Linked DNA regions of Cricetulus griseus: region 1 is linked to region 2. Evidence: chromatin contacts called from public Hi-C data. All regions are on one chromosome and are shown on one strand. The core of a region is the stretch at or near the end of the contact, and the rest is flanking DNA. Distances in the headings are between cores, read along the strand shown. Region 1 has its middle 74 kb from the start of Pitrm1. Region 2 has its middle 160 kb from the start of Pitrm1.

Region 1 (5,870 bases), core at 2,718-5,217, 81 kb after region 2:
CTAAGACTTATATACTATCACAGAGTTTGGAGAAATTAAATCTACCCAGTAAATGCCGGTTGTTATATTGACTTAGCAACCCACGAACCACTTTGCCTCTAAAAACTGTCTGCTTTCATAACTTAGAGATTGCTCAAGTTTTCACCCCAATTATTTGGATGTTTCAAGATCATCTGTGCTTTCTATGAAGAAAATGTCATGATAAAGAAGTCAGATTGGTTAGCTAGATTCCTTTTTAGAAAATACTTCTGTTTCTGAAGTTTCAAAGCAAACATTATATTTTAGCCAAATTAAGTCAGATTCACTCTTTTTGGGAAATTGCACTCAATCAAGTAACTGATGACTTCCATCATCACTCCTTTCTATCCACTCAGAAACAGCATCCTTCCCAAAGTTCAGAATTCAAATACATGTTTTATGGAGCTCTGTTTTCTGGAGTATTTTACTCTGGGGCTCATCTATGCAAAGATGAGAAGGCAAATAAGAAAGCACTATTCCACCCACAAGATTCTAATTTTCAAACTCAACACTGAACAGTGGGAAGTGAAAATGTTTTCAATGTTCCTAAACTAAAATGGGTGTTGGTAGATCTCTGAGTCCACGGACCACACCTACCCATGTTATTTTCCCCAAAACACTCCTTGGTTTCTATGAAGGAAAAAAAAATAGATACCCTAGCAGGTCCCTGAACAGAAACCACAGCAAAATAAGAGCTGAGTCACGGCTGCATTAAACATTCTCCAGACTGCTAGTTGCTCTCTGGTGAAAGAAATCAGTGAGAACAAATCTTTGCAAACTGCCCTACTCAAAGGCTTGTGTCAAGCAAATACATTGGGAAATAAGTCCTCTCTTAAAATAAAAATAAGAATAGATTTGCAGAACATCATGAGAATGGATATATTGAGAACTGACAATTTAACCTAATAAAGGGAAAGCAGGCTCTAAAGCTAAAAAGGTCATACCTTCACTGCTGCAGATGCTCAGTCATGAAATGAAACAGAGGAACAAGAATCTCATATCTACTTCCTCCAGCACCTGGCTTGCCTTCCCTTTCTCTGCTCTGTTGACCCCTTCATCATATTTAGAATAAAACTGCACAAAGCTCTGTGCCTTCTTATAAAGGATGATGCTCGCTGGATGGAAAAAAAGAAATAGTGGTCATGCTTATTGAGAACAATCTTATTGAAAACACAGTTTCTGTTAGTGAATAAGTTATTTAGCACTAGAAAAAGTACTGAAAGTCTAGGATGGCTCAGCTAATGAAACATTCATCTTCCAAGCATGGTAACCAGAGTTTAACCCCCAGAAGCTACATAAAAAGCTGGGCATGGTGGCATTTACCTATAATGCCAGCAGTGGAAAGGTGGAAACCTGGAGGGTGTCTGGAGCTTGCTGTAGCTGGTCTAGCCTGCTCTGCAAACTCCAGGTTTCTGTGAGAATTCTTACCTCAAATAGCAACATGGAGAGTGGCTGAGGATGGACACCTAGACTGATCTCCACATATAGGTACACACATGCATCTATATAAGCCTTAATGCATAACACATATTTTCGAAATGTTTTTAAAACTTTGTGATTTAATAATGTCTTATTTATAGGGTAAAGTTGGGTGTGGGGCACATTTAGATGTTTAGAACATAATACATATATATACAATTATACAAAATAGGTTATTCTATACTTTATCACATGTATCACATTTAAAATTTATCTGTTCTAGTTGCTGACTCACCCCTTCTCCCTCCCTCACTCCCTTTTTCCCTTTACTCTTTCCTTCTCCCTTTCTTCCCTCTCTCCTTCCCTCATTTTCTCCATATCCTCCCTTCCTCCATCCTTCCCTCCCTCTCCCTCCTCGTCCTTCTTCCTCAGTGTTCACAAATGTCCGATAAAGCAATTTTACAACTCACAACTTTACAAATATTGAGAAAGGACTCCTTCTGGCACCACTGATGGTCTGTATGACATCTATAAGTTTCTCTCTAAAATCGGGGTCTAATCTAATACCATAGGATATGAAAAAAGCAAAAGGAGGAAGAGGAGGAGAAGGAGGAAACACGGACATATTGATTTTTGGGTGGCTCCATAAACACATTGGAGAGACTCTACATTAAAACAACTCATTTCAAACAAAGTGGGCTTTAGAATTCTAGGACAATGTGGCCCAAGGCAGCTAGCTGTCTTCATGGCCTCCCCTCTATACCCTAACTGACTTGAGCAGCCCTGAACCTTCATAGCTGTCCCTGGCAAGTCCATGTCTCTTTGTGGTGAAGTCCAGAAGCTAGTGCCTTGCACTGTCCAGATGTAGCTACATCTGAGCATGAAGTAGCATCCTTTCTGTGCTGGGATTCATAAGCTATGGCTGGCTTTGGAAGTGCTAGTCCACCATATTAGAAAATCTCTGAGATCTGAGGCAGGGATGGACCCATGGATCTCATCATTTCACACAATAATTCTTTGATGAGGAGAGTGATCATTGTTAAATCAAAGATGTCCACATTAACACAGCCACAGAACTTTTCATGGAACAAAAAGAGGACCCTGAGAACATTTCCATAAACCACTTATATATGCACATCTTTTGCAGTGCTGGGTATGGAACTCAGACATGCACATGCTAAGCAAGCATTCTATCGCAGAGCTACATTTCCAGCTTGACTCACTCACTCTTGATCAGAATGAAAACAATTTGGTACACTTAGCATTTCATGCAACTACACAACTCTATGGAAGATGACTGAGTGTAACCTTTACATTTGGGTCTCTGATAATGAAGACTAAAGGAAAAATGGTAGACGTAGTCTTGGAGTCAGCTGAGAGTGGAGTGTTGTGACCAGGGAAGCAAACTCTTCAAACATGTGAGTGACCGTTTCTGTCTTCTGCAAACTTTAGGTAGCAGTCTGATAACATTCTGAAACTGCACACAACCAGCCTCAGCTACATCAGACCTGTCCACTCTTCTGCTTCTCAGAAAGAAAAAGCTGGAGGAGGGCCAGCCAGTCTCAGAAACGCACCCCACTCTGTGACCATTGCTGCTGCAGGGTAAAAAACAATACGGCCAATGCCATTGCTCCCAGCAAACCACGGGAATCAAGCCTCTCTGAACTTTATTTATTGAATTTCTCGGACATCAACATGAACAAAAAGAATTTTTTTTACACCAGAAAGGTCAAATGATGATTGAATTATTGTAAAATTTATTACTACCCCATCACTGTTCAAAAAGCCTTTGTCATATGTGCCCTCTCTCTTTCTCTCTCTCTCTCTCTCTCTCTCTCTCTCTCTCTCTCTCTCTCTCTCTCTCTCTCTCTCTCTCTCTCGTACATATATATGTATGTGTATGTTGATATATATCCTAATACATAATATATATATACACTAATTGCATCCAATATGTACATATGGATGTTATTTATAAAGCAGGGGCCTTTTGTACAGTTGATAATTTAATGGCTGAATTAAAATAGTTGAAAATGAACTGGGGTGTCAGTCAGTATGCCTCCAATGCTTTGGATCCTTGGGTTGCATTCCCAGTACCAAACCAACAAATAAACAAGTGGCACACATTACCTGTTCTACTTTATAGCACTGCAATGCCTCTCATTTTTCTTTTGTGTGTGAGTGTTGAGAGGGGAGAATGTGCTTGTGGAAGCCAGAGAACAGTGCTGTCCATCTTTCTGAGACAACGTCTCTCATCCTGAAGCTTATCCATTCAGCTAGCAGACCTGTCTGTCACTGTCTGCCCATGGCTGAAATCACTAGCACATTCCATGACCTCCGGCCTTTTTTAATGTGTTTTGTTTTTAATTATGTACGTACTGCATACTGTATGTGTGTGGCTGTATGTAGATATATGCATAATGGTTCAGGTTCCCACGGAGACCAGAAGAGAATGCCAGCTCTTCTAGAGGTGGAGTTACAGGCAGTTGTAAGTCACACTGCGTGGGTGTTAGAAGCCAAACTCCAGGCCTCTGCAAGCACAGTATGCATTCTTAACCACTGAGTCATTTCTCTGGGTCAATGTCTGGCTTTTTACACGCTTCTGAGGATCAAATCTGGGTCCTCATGCTTACAGAGAAAGCGTATAATCAACTGCACCATTCCTGAACCCTCTTTCCTCTTTGTCGTATATTAGCATGCTGTCTAACTAGCCCTCTATCCTGTGTATCCAGCCTCCTGCAGAGAGAAAGAATGCTTACTTCCTCTCTCAGTACTGTGCACTGTGCTATCCATCCCACTGGGCCTCATTTGTGTGCAATAAATTGATTTTTTTAAAAAGAAAGTGACAGCCTATTCCCTACTCTTTTACAAAATATTTTAACAACTTCATCCGACACCAACTAAATTTCTCTATAACATAAACTGGGTGGTTGCTTTTGAAATTGCTTTGTAGAGAGCAATGGTTCTTATTAATGAAAGTGCATCAAACCTACCAGAACTCAGGCAGTTTCACAGCCTCTGTGGGCTCAAGACTGCTGGATTCCAGTCAACTGGAAGTCTAAGTTTTGAAAAACCTTAACTGGAATGATAATTTAGCAATGAGAATGAAGAAATGAAGTCAGTCAGCCTAATCACCATCCTATACCTTTCATTTGGCCTGACTGTGCTAAGGTCTGGAGTTCAGAGACAGAGAGCTGAGAGCACCCAGTCGGCCCTCTGTCTGTGCATCATGTCATCACAATTCACCCAGAGACAGGGAGCACTAAAGTCATTCACCAGAGAGATTATGCACCCCAGGAAGTTACTTCAGCTGTTTTACCTGTTCCTTTCCATTACATGCATCCTCTCCAAGATCACAAGACGAACTTTAAAGAAATCGTTAAGTCCCACTCAAGTGGCCTTGACTCTTGCTTTGTCGCTTCATTGTCTTGATGATATCTTCAAGCCGTCTCTGAAGCCATGTTTTTTCCACAGCCAGGCCTTCCTCTCTCCATACCAGCATCCCGAGTTCATACATCTGAGCTCATAGACTGGCTGAACTGGGCTACACACGGCATCCAATCTTTGCAGCAATTATTAATACTGTGATGTCTCATCCTTATATCCTCCTTAGTGTTAGGAATGAGCTTGCATTGTCATGTGCCCATATGTCCCTTCACAACCCAGGCTCCATCAAAAGTATTAAGGGTGTTGAGATTTCTCTTGGTTTTCACTCTCACAGAAACTGAAGAGGAATTCCATACTCCAACCTCCAGAATTCTCCAGCGTGGAGCACCCCAGTCCTTGTCTGATCTCCATGGTCGGAGAGGAGCATAGACTCTTTACTCAGTAAGGGACTATGCATCATTTATGCTTCAGTGCCCTCTTACAGGCAATGTTTTGGCTTATGGGAGTGAACCAACAGGTAAAGAAGTGCCTGACCCCTGAGGCAAGAATAGAAACAACATCTGCAAGTATGTTTTCAGCATGTATCACAGTTAGCCACGTAGACACTTGGTAATCCAAAGTTAGCTCTGCAGTGCACAGTACTTTTGAAGTTAGAAGTTTGGCTCCTGAAAGGGAGAGGCTTTAAGAACTAGGTCAGCTCATGTGAAATGCTTTGCCAAGCTAAGTGGTTGAGAGTGGCCTAGTTTGGAGCATCTGAATGCACAGGATGCAAAGGTTAGATAAATATTCCAGTCCCTTTAAGTGCTTTGAGACCCACACTTCATGAGGCTTTGTTCAATAAAAGATTTTGTTTATCATGAAAGCAAAGGAACATGTTATTGACCTGACAGCAGATTAAGACTATTAAGAAAAGTTGCTAAAATGAAGAACCCAGGCCTTGCAGTAAAGGTGGAATTACAAGGGATGACTAAGTAGAAACTGCTGGAGGAGAGGATGTATCATTACTTGACTTACATCAAATGCCCTGCAGGTGATGACCTCACCAA
Region 2 (6,288 bases), core at 3,480-5,979:
GTCATTAAAAACAATGAAATTTGCTGGGCATTGGTGTCGCAAGCCTTTAATCCTAGCACTAGGGAGGCAGAGGCAGGTGGATCTCTGTGAGTTCAAGGCCAAGCTAGGCAGGAGAGAATAAGCATGACTTCCAGACAGAGAAAGAGAGACTGAGAGGTGAAATCTAGGTGCATGGATTCACCAGCAAGACATGGAGAGGAAATGGGAGGTGCAGGATGGAGGAGAGGCAACCAAGCCATGTGACAGAATGTAGGTTAAAAAATATGGGTTAATTAAGTTAGAAGAGCTAGTTGGGAAAAATCCTAAGCCAGGGCCAACCTTTCATAACTAATAAGTCTCTGGGTCTTTATTTTCAGGCTGTTGATTCAAAGATAGTCCAACAAAAAAGCTTGCTACAAGGTACTCTACATGCTATAAAAAGAAACGTAAACATCAACCCAGCCAAAAAAGCATTTGATCTACAATTCTGTCATGCCTGCAAGATACTCTTGAGCAACGGTGAAACAAGCTTATGGGAGTAACCAGCCAATATCTCCTTTGATTTAATACCCATTTAATGAGTTGGAAACCATATCAGATACTGCCTGAGTAACAAAGAACCTGAAAGTAGACATCCCAGGGACCTAGGGTAAAACCAAACTAAAAAATATTAAAACAGCAATAAAATGATTCCTAATTACATTCCACTATACTCATGTATCAGTCCCTTGTTCAGCTGTCATCGGAGAAGCCTCTTCCTGCAGCAGATGGGAACAAATACAGAGACCCACAGCCAGACATTGTGCAGAGAGGGAGAGACTTTGGAACACTCATCCATAAATGGGATATCTCCAGAAAATCCTTTCCCTCAGGGTCCAGGGAACCCTACAGAAGAGGAGAAGAAAAGAGTGTAAGAGCCAGAGGGAATGAAGGAAATCCCATGGGCAAACCTCCTAAACTCACAAGACCGAATCAGCATGCACAGCACTGTGGGCTCTTTTCCTTCTGTTTGTTTGTTTTGTCCATCTTGGATGTGTGAGTTTTTGTTTTAACATATTATATTATATTATATTATATTTATTATATTGTATTACTATTCCTTAAACGCCTGTTTGTCTTCTAATGAGAGACAGAAAGGGAATAGATCTGGATGAGAGGGGAAGTGGGAGGAACTGGGAAAAGAAGAGGAAGGGGAAGGTGTAATCAGAATATATTCTGTCAGAAAAAATCCATTTTTAATAAAACAAAACATTCAGAAAACCAGAAAAAATCTCCCATTAATTGAATATTGAACCAATTTTACAGAAAGTAGATTGATTTAAGGGGCCAGGAATTTACAAGTCAAAAATGCCCCCTTAGAGATTTCAGCAAACTGAGTCAAAGAAAAAAAAATTTCACTAGAATGCTCTGAAATAGTTTGATAAAATCAGATCTTAATTTTAGGACAATAGAAGTAGCTCCCTTGGAATTGGACACATAGGACAAGGCCAAAAGATTATCCTCATGAGTGATGACTTAAAGGGAGGTGACACTGATTGAGACAGACAAGGAAGAAGCAGAGGATGGCCAGAAAAACCTGACAGAACCAATGGCAGACAGCAGGGAGCGCAAGACTACAAAATCACTTACTGTGCTCATTTGAGAAGTCAGTTCCATTTCCTGCCACAGAAGACAAAAACCCAGAAGCTTTCAGGCATCAAACAGTGGCATAACAACCACTGAAAACCTGAGGAACCAAGTAAAGAAAAGCAAAAGTTTAATGTGTTGTACTTCCTATATAGCTATTGCAAGAACAAATATTTTTGGTCCCTCATGTGTTATTTTTATCTGAACATGTGTGCCTATATGATTATTTTTGTACTGTATCTGCATGTTCATATTTTTATACCTAGAAGAATACTTCCGAATGTCCAGATTCAATTTCTTCCTTATGAGAGGAACAGAATGGCATAACTGAATATAGGACTTCTTAAAAAAATGCACCAGAGAACTGGGGTAGAGCTCACTTGCCCACCTTGCACAAAAATCTGGGACCAAGTCCCAGCACAAGGCAAAGAAAAGGGCCAAAGGAGTGTCTGTGGCATCCAACCCAGACTTACAGAATACGAGAACAGGGTCAGTTCCAACACTGAATTCTGCTTTAGGGAATCGACCTGATCGAGAAAAATCATCTTTCCAGGATAGCCATAAACATTCAGTATACATACAGTTGAAACTCTGAGTTACATCTCCAACAGTGCAGAGAACAACATCAAAAACAGTTTAAGGATAGAAAAACTGCATTAATGAGAGGAAAATAAAGGAAAATTAGACAACGACAGAAAACAGGAAATATCTGGTAGAGGCATGAGAGGACAGTAGGTAACACAGGTGCAGCAGCCTGTTGATGAGGAAGGCGCAGTCAGCTTTGTTGCAGAGCAAAACAAATCTTGAAGCACTGAACACAACACACAGCTGCAGAAGTTAAGACAAACAATGAATGACTTTCTGTTCTTAGTATACTGAAACACAAGACCCTCAACAGGAACTCCTGTCAGAGGATATGCCACCGACAGCATGAGATCATTTATTGTCAGGTTTGTATTTATATATCTTCTACAACAGACAGCTGTGGGGGAAAAGGGAGGGGCTTAAGCTCTGCTTTTCAACTCAGTAGGTTTCTGCAAAAAGACAACTTTTATGACAATATAGTGAACACCACTTGGCTTATATCTTACCAAAATTCTCTAAAATAACCTACCCTTAGCCATGGTGGAAAGGACTCAGGAGAAGGTGTGAACACAGGGTCCTCCATGTCATTTGGGTTTTAAATCAGAAGCCTACAGAGCATAGGTTTGGTCAAAATCCACACAGATAAAATCACCTAGTACAGATGGATGATAACGAGCTGTGGGCATCCATCACTTAGATCTTTATCACAGGCTGAATCACAAAAACGTAAAGGAGCAAATGCACAGGAATCAAGTGACCTACTTTCTCAGCCAGTACCATTACAAGCCATGGATGCTGCACTACTCTGTCTTTAATTCCGACTTTTGTCTTTGACTGAAGCTAGAAAAAATAATCTCTAAGTTACTTTCCAATTTTCACTTTTCTCCTATGAGAAGTTCCATGCAGAGTTTGAGGAACAATGACACTGAGTGTTTGCATTTATGAAGTTGCATCTTCTAATTAAAAAATGTGGTTATCAATTGATATTCAATTATGTATATAATCTCATAACACATAGAAATATATTACAAGCTTTCTCATGAGGAATGCAAGTGGTGAAATTATTAAAACTTTCAGCCTCCATAAACTAATGTATGATATACATGATGTTTTTTTTTTTTTTTAAGTAAAAAAGCAGCTACATGGTGGCCATGGCTGAAATTCTTTTTCATCTCTCCATGGCCTCAAAAGCTGTCAGTGTGTCATACTTTCTGATTTGTGTTATATGGAGTGATACACAAACCCAGACAGGAAGCTCTCAAAAAAGTGAACTGTACCAGGAAGACAGCACAAGAAAAATAATCACTTACTGTGCAGACAACTATTGTGTGTGGATATGTATGTATATGAGTGTTTAGGCATACTCATCTGTGTATTCAAGTATGAAGGTAAGATGTTAAGTCCGAATATCTTCCTCTGTCATTCTCCACATTATTTTGATTTTTTTAGATATTTTAATGTGTGTGTGTGTGTGTGTGTGTGTGTGCGCGTGCGCGCGCGCGTGCACATGCACGTGTTCGCACATACGCATGCAAGTGCCTGTATTCTGTTGCCCTCAGAGGCCAGAAAAGGATGTCAGATTCTGGACATTGGTTCCTTTGTAGGTGCAGTTACAAACTGTTGAGAACTTCTACACCTCAGTGTGGGTGCTGAGAGCTGAACTCTGTTCCTCTAAAAGAGCAGCAACCATGATAAACTGCTGAGCTATCTCTCTAGCACCCTCCTTCCTATTGTTTGAGATAGGATCTCTCACTGAATCTGGAGTTTGAGCTTGCCCTTTCAGCTAGACTTTCTGGAAAGCAAGCCTTCCTTCATCCATTTTCCTGTCTCCATCCGACCCCCTATCTTTGGGGTTATAGAAGTGTGGTACCCTACCACACCTAGCTTTTAAGTGGGTACTGGGGATCTGAAGGTATGCCCTTGTGCTATTGCAGCAAGCACATTACCTATTTACTCCCAAGTTCTAAATAATTTTAATGTGAAAATTAGAAGAGGGCTGAAAATATGACTCAATTGAAAGAATGCTTACCTGGCATGCATGAGGCATGTACATTGCCTTTGAAATTGTGGCTTCAGTAAACAAATGCCCACTAGCTATTTTTGTTGTTGTTCCATTGCTATGCTGCCAACATCAACAAAAAGGTTTAGTGCATGAGTGACAATGTATAAATTCTCTGTTCCAATCAGAGGAGTCAAGGAATCAGCTCCTATATGAATAATAAGGCGTTATGATTCTATGACATTTGGTCCATGTAGAAATTTCCATATGAAGACTGTGTACAAAGAACTCTAGAAAATCTATTTGATATTATGCTCATAAGGGCGGCTGCATTGGCTTTTTCATTCAGATATCTCTTTCTAGTAAATGTGTAAAGTATAAGTTTCCCAGAATCCTCAGCAAATTACCATCCAGTGGGTATCAATGTGTTCTGACTGTAGAGGATAAATATCCAAGGTCAAGTTATTAGCAGGAACATACATCTTCTGTGACAGACTCAGATAACTTGGAATGTTGACTGCACAAAGTGATTCATAAGAAGTGAATTAGGCATTTCCTCCCAACTTGGTGTTGAGCAACATCATGTGGTTAGTTGTAACTGATTGTGATGGGAATATTTAAAACACAGCAATTGAAAAAGCCTGAGCTTCAGTGGGTTTTTTCCTGGAGAATCCATTTGTTAACATAGCTCTTAATAATCATTTACAATGACTGGTGGCATGTGTCGCCTGCAATGAGTTCTTCCTCTTCTCCAGCCAGTCAGCTTTACTGGTAATTATCAGCAAATGCTGGTTCCTTTCCTCCATTCTTCGTACACTTACTAGTGGAAATTCTTCTATAGTGAGACTTGTTTTTTCTCCTCATTTATTTATTCATGCAGTTGTTTTTTCTCTTTTGAAAGTTCTTTACTTAATAGCAAATTCATATTCAGAGTCCACTTGATTTATGTAAATATAGTGTATTGTACCAATATGTATGCATTGGAGAAAACCAAATTAATATATGCTGCCATATTGTTATGCTAATATATTTGTGTTTAAACTCTAGACTGCAATGTGTCTTAGCTTTTCCTACTTTGAACCACTTAAATAGGTCATTGATCAAGAAATTTGTAGCTCTCCTCAAGGATCATCTGTAAGAAATGTAAGTTTCCTGTGTCAATTTGAGCTGAGAATAACCACCATCTGATACTATGTAAGCAGCCACCCATTTATGTCAATCTCGATGCAGTGTAAATATAAAAACATACTGCAAAACCAAAAATATATCTGGAAGGTAAACATATGGGAGGCAATGCCCATCATCTATAAATCTTGTTGCCAAGGGATGCTAAGTAACATGATAATGTCAGAACTTGAGCATATAAAAATGTATTCCAGGAAGAAATGGATGCAGTGGAGCAGGGAGGGAGGGAGAAGAAAGTAGGGTAACACTAATATGAAAAGAAAACTTAAAGGAAGAAATGAAGATATGGAATGAGATAAAGAGAAGTATGAAAGGTGGGATAAAAGAGGAAAGAAAGAAAGGAGTAATGACAGGGAAGGGAAGGAGGAACGAGAAAGGTGTGGGGAAGGAAAAGAAAAGGAAGAGGGGAGGGGGGAAAACAAAAAATTGCTTTCCTTCATAACTATGCTTCATACACAAGAATACCAAATATAAGCACACAGAAGCAAAAGATTTCCACATCAAACACTTATTTTAATACCATGGAAACATGCCTCCCAATCTCCCTAGTGGAACATGTATTTACTAACTTTTACACATCCTTGAAATGATGTGTTTCACCTTGCTTGAAATTTTCTCTATGTACTCTTTAGAACTGTCATTCCTTTGGGTTTTCTGAATATCTGTTGTTGTGCTTGGTTGGACCCAATTTCCAAGTTATGCAAACATGTTTCACTTGCCAATCCCTGCATTTCTGAGAGAAAGACTGAGATGTAACTTCAGCAACACACATTAGCCTTAAATGAGGAGCCTTTCTGTTCCTTTGTGTTCATGCCTGGTATTATCCCTTTGTGATCCTGGAACAACAGTCAACATCACAAAGGATATTTTCCATGAGCATGAACACTTGAAACAAGCAAATAATCTGGGCAATT

The links. A called contact is a pair of places that touch in the nucleus more often than the background predicts.
Region 1: a Hi-C map of the CHO-K1 cell line shows a contact between it and region 2, with 3 times the contacts expected there. The contact joins two enhancer-like sites. A contact is called at or near these places in 3 of 8 Hi-C or Micro-C datasets (the CHK-Q cell line, the CHO-K1 cell line and fibroblasts).

What each region holds. Positions count from the first base shown.
Region 1 is chr3:231,110,609-231,116,478 of CriGri-PICRH-1.0, forward strand. No RefSeq gene overlaps it. Among named protein-coding and RNA genes, the nearest start is that of Pitrm1, 74 kb to the right of the region's middle. Within about 2 kb of position 3,968, at least 2 of the 6 cell types and tissues checked have open chromatin away from gene starts, as enhancers often do. A contact at or near this core is called in the CHO-K1 cell line and fibroblasts, where this site is marked.
Region 2 is chr3:231,029,337-231,035,624 of CriGri-PICRH-1.0, forward strand. No RefSeq gene overlaps it. Among named protein-coding and RNA genes, the nearest start is that of Pitrm1, 160 kb to the right of the region's middle. Within about 2 kb of position 4,730, at least 2 of the 6 cell types and tissues checked have open chromatin away from gene starts, as enhancers often do. A contact at or near this core is called in the CHO-K1 cell line and fibroblasts, where this site is marked.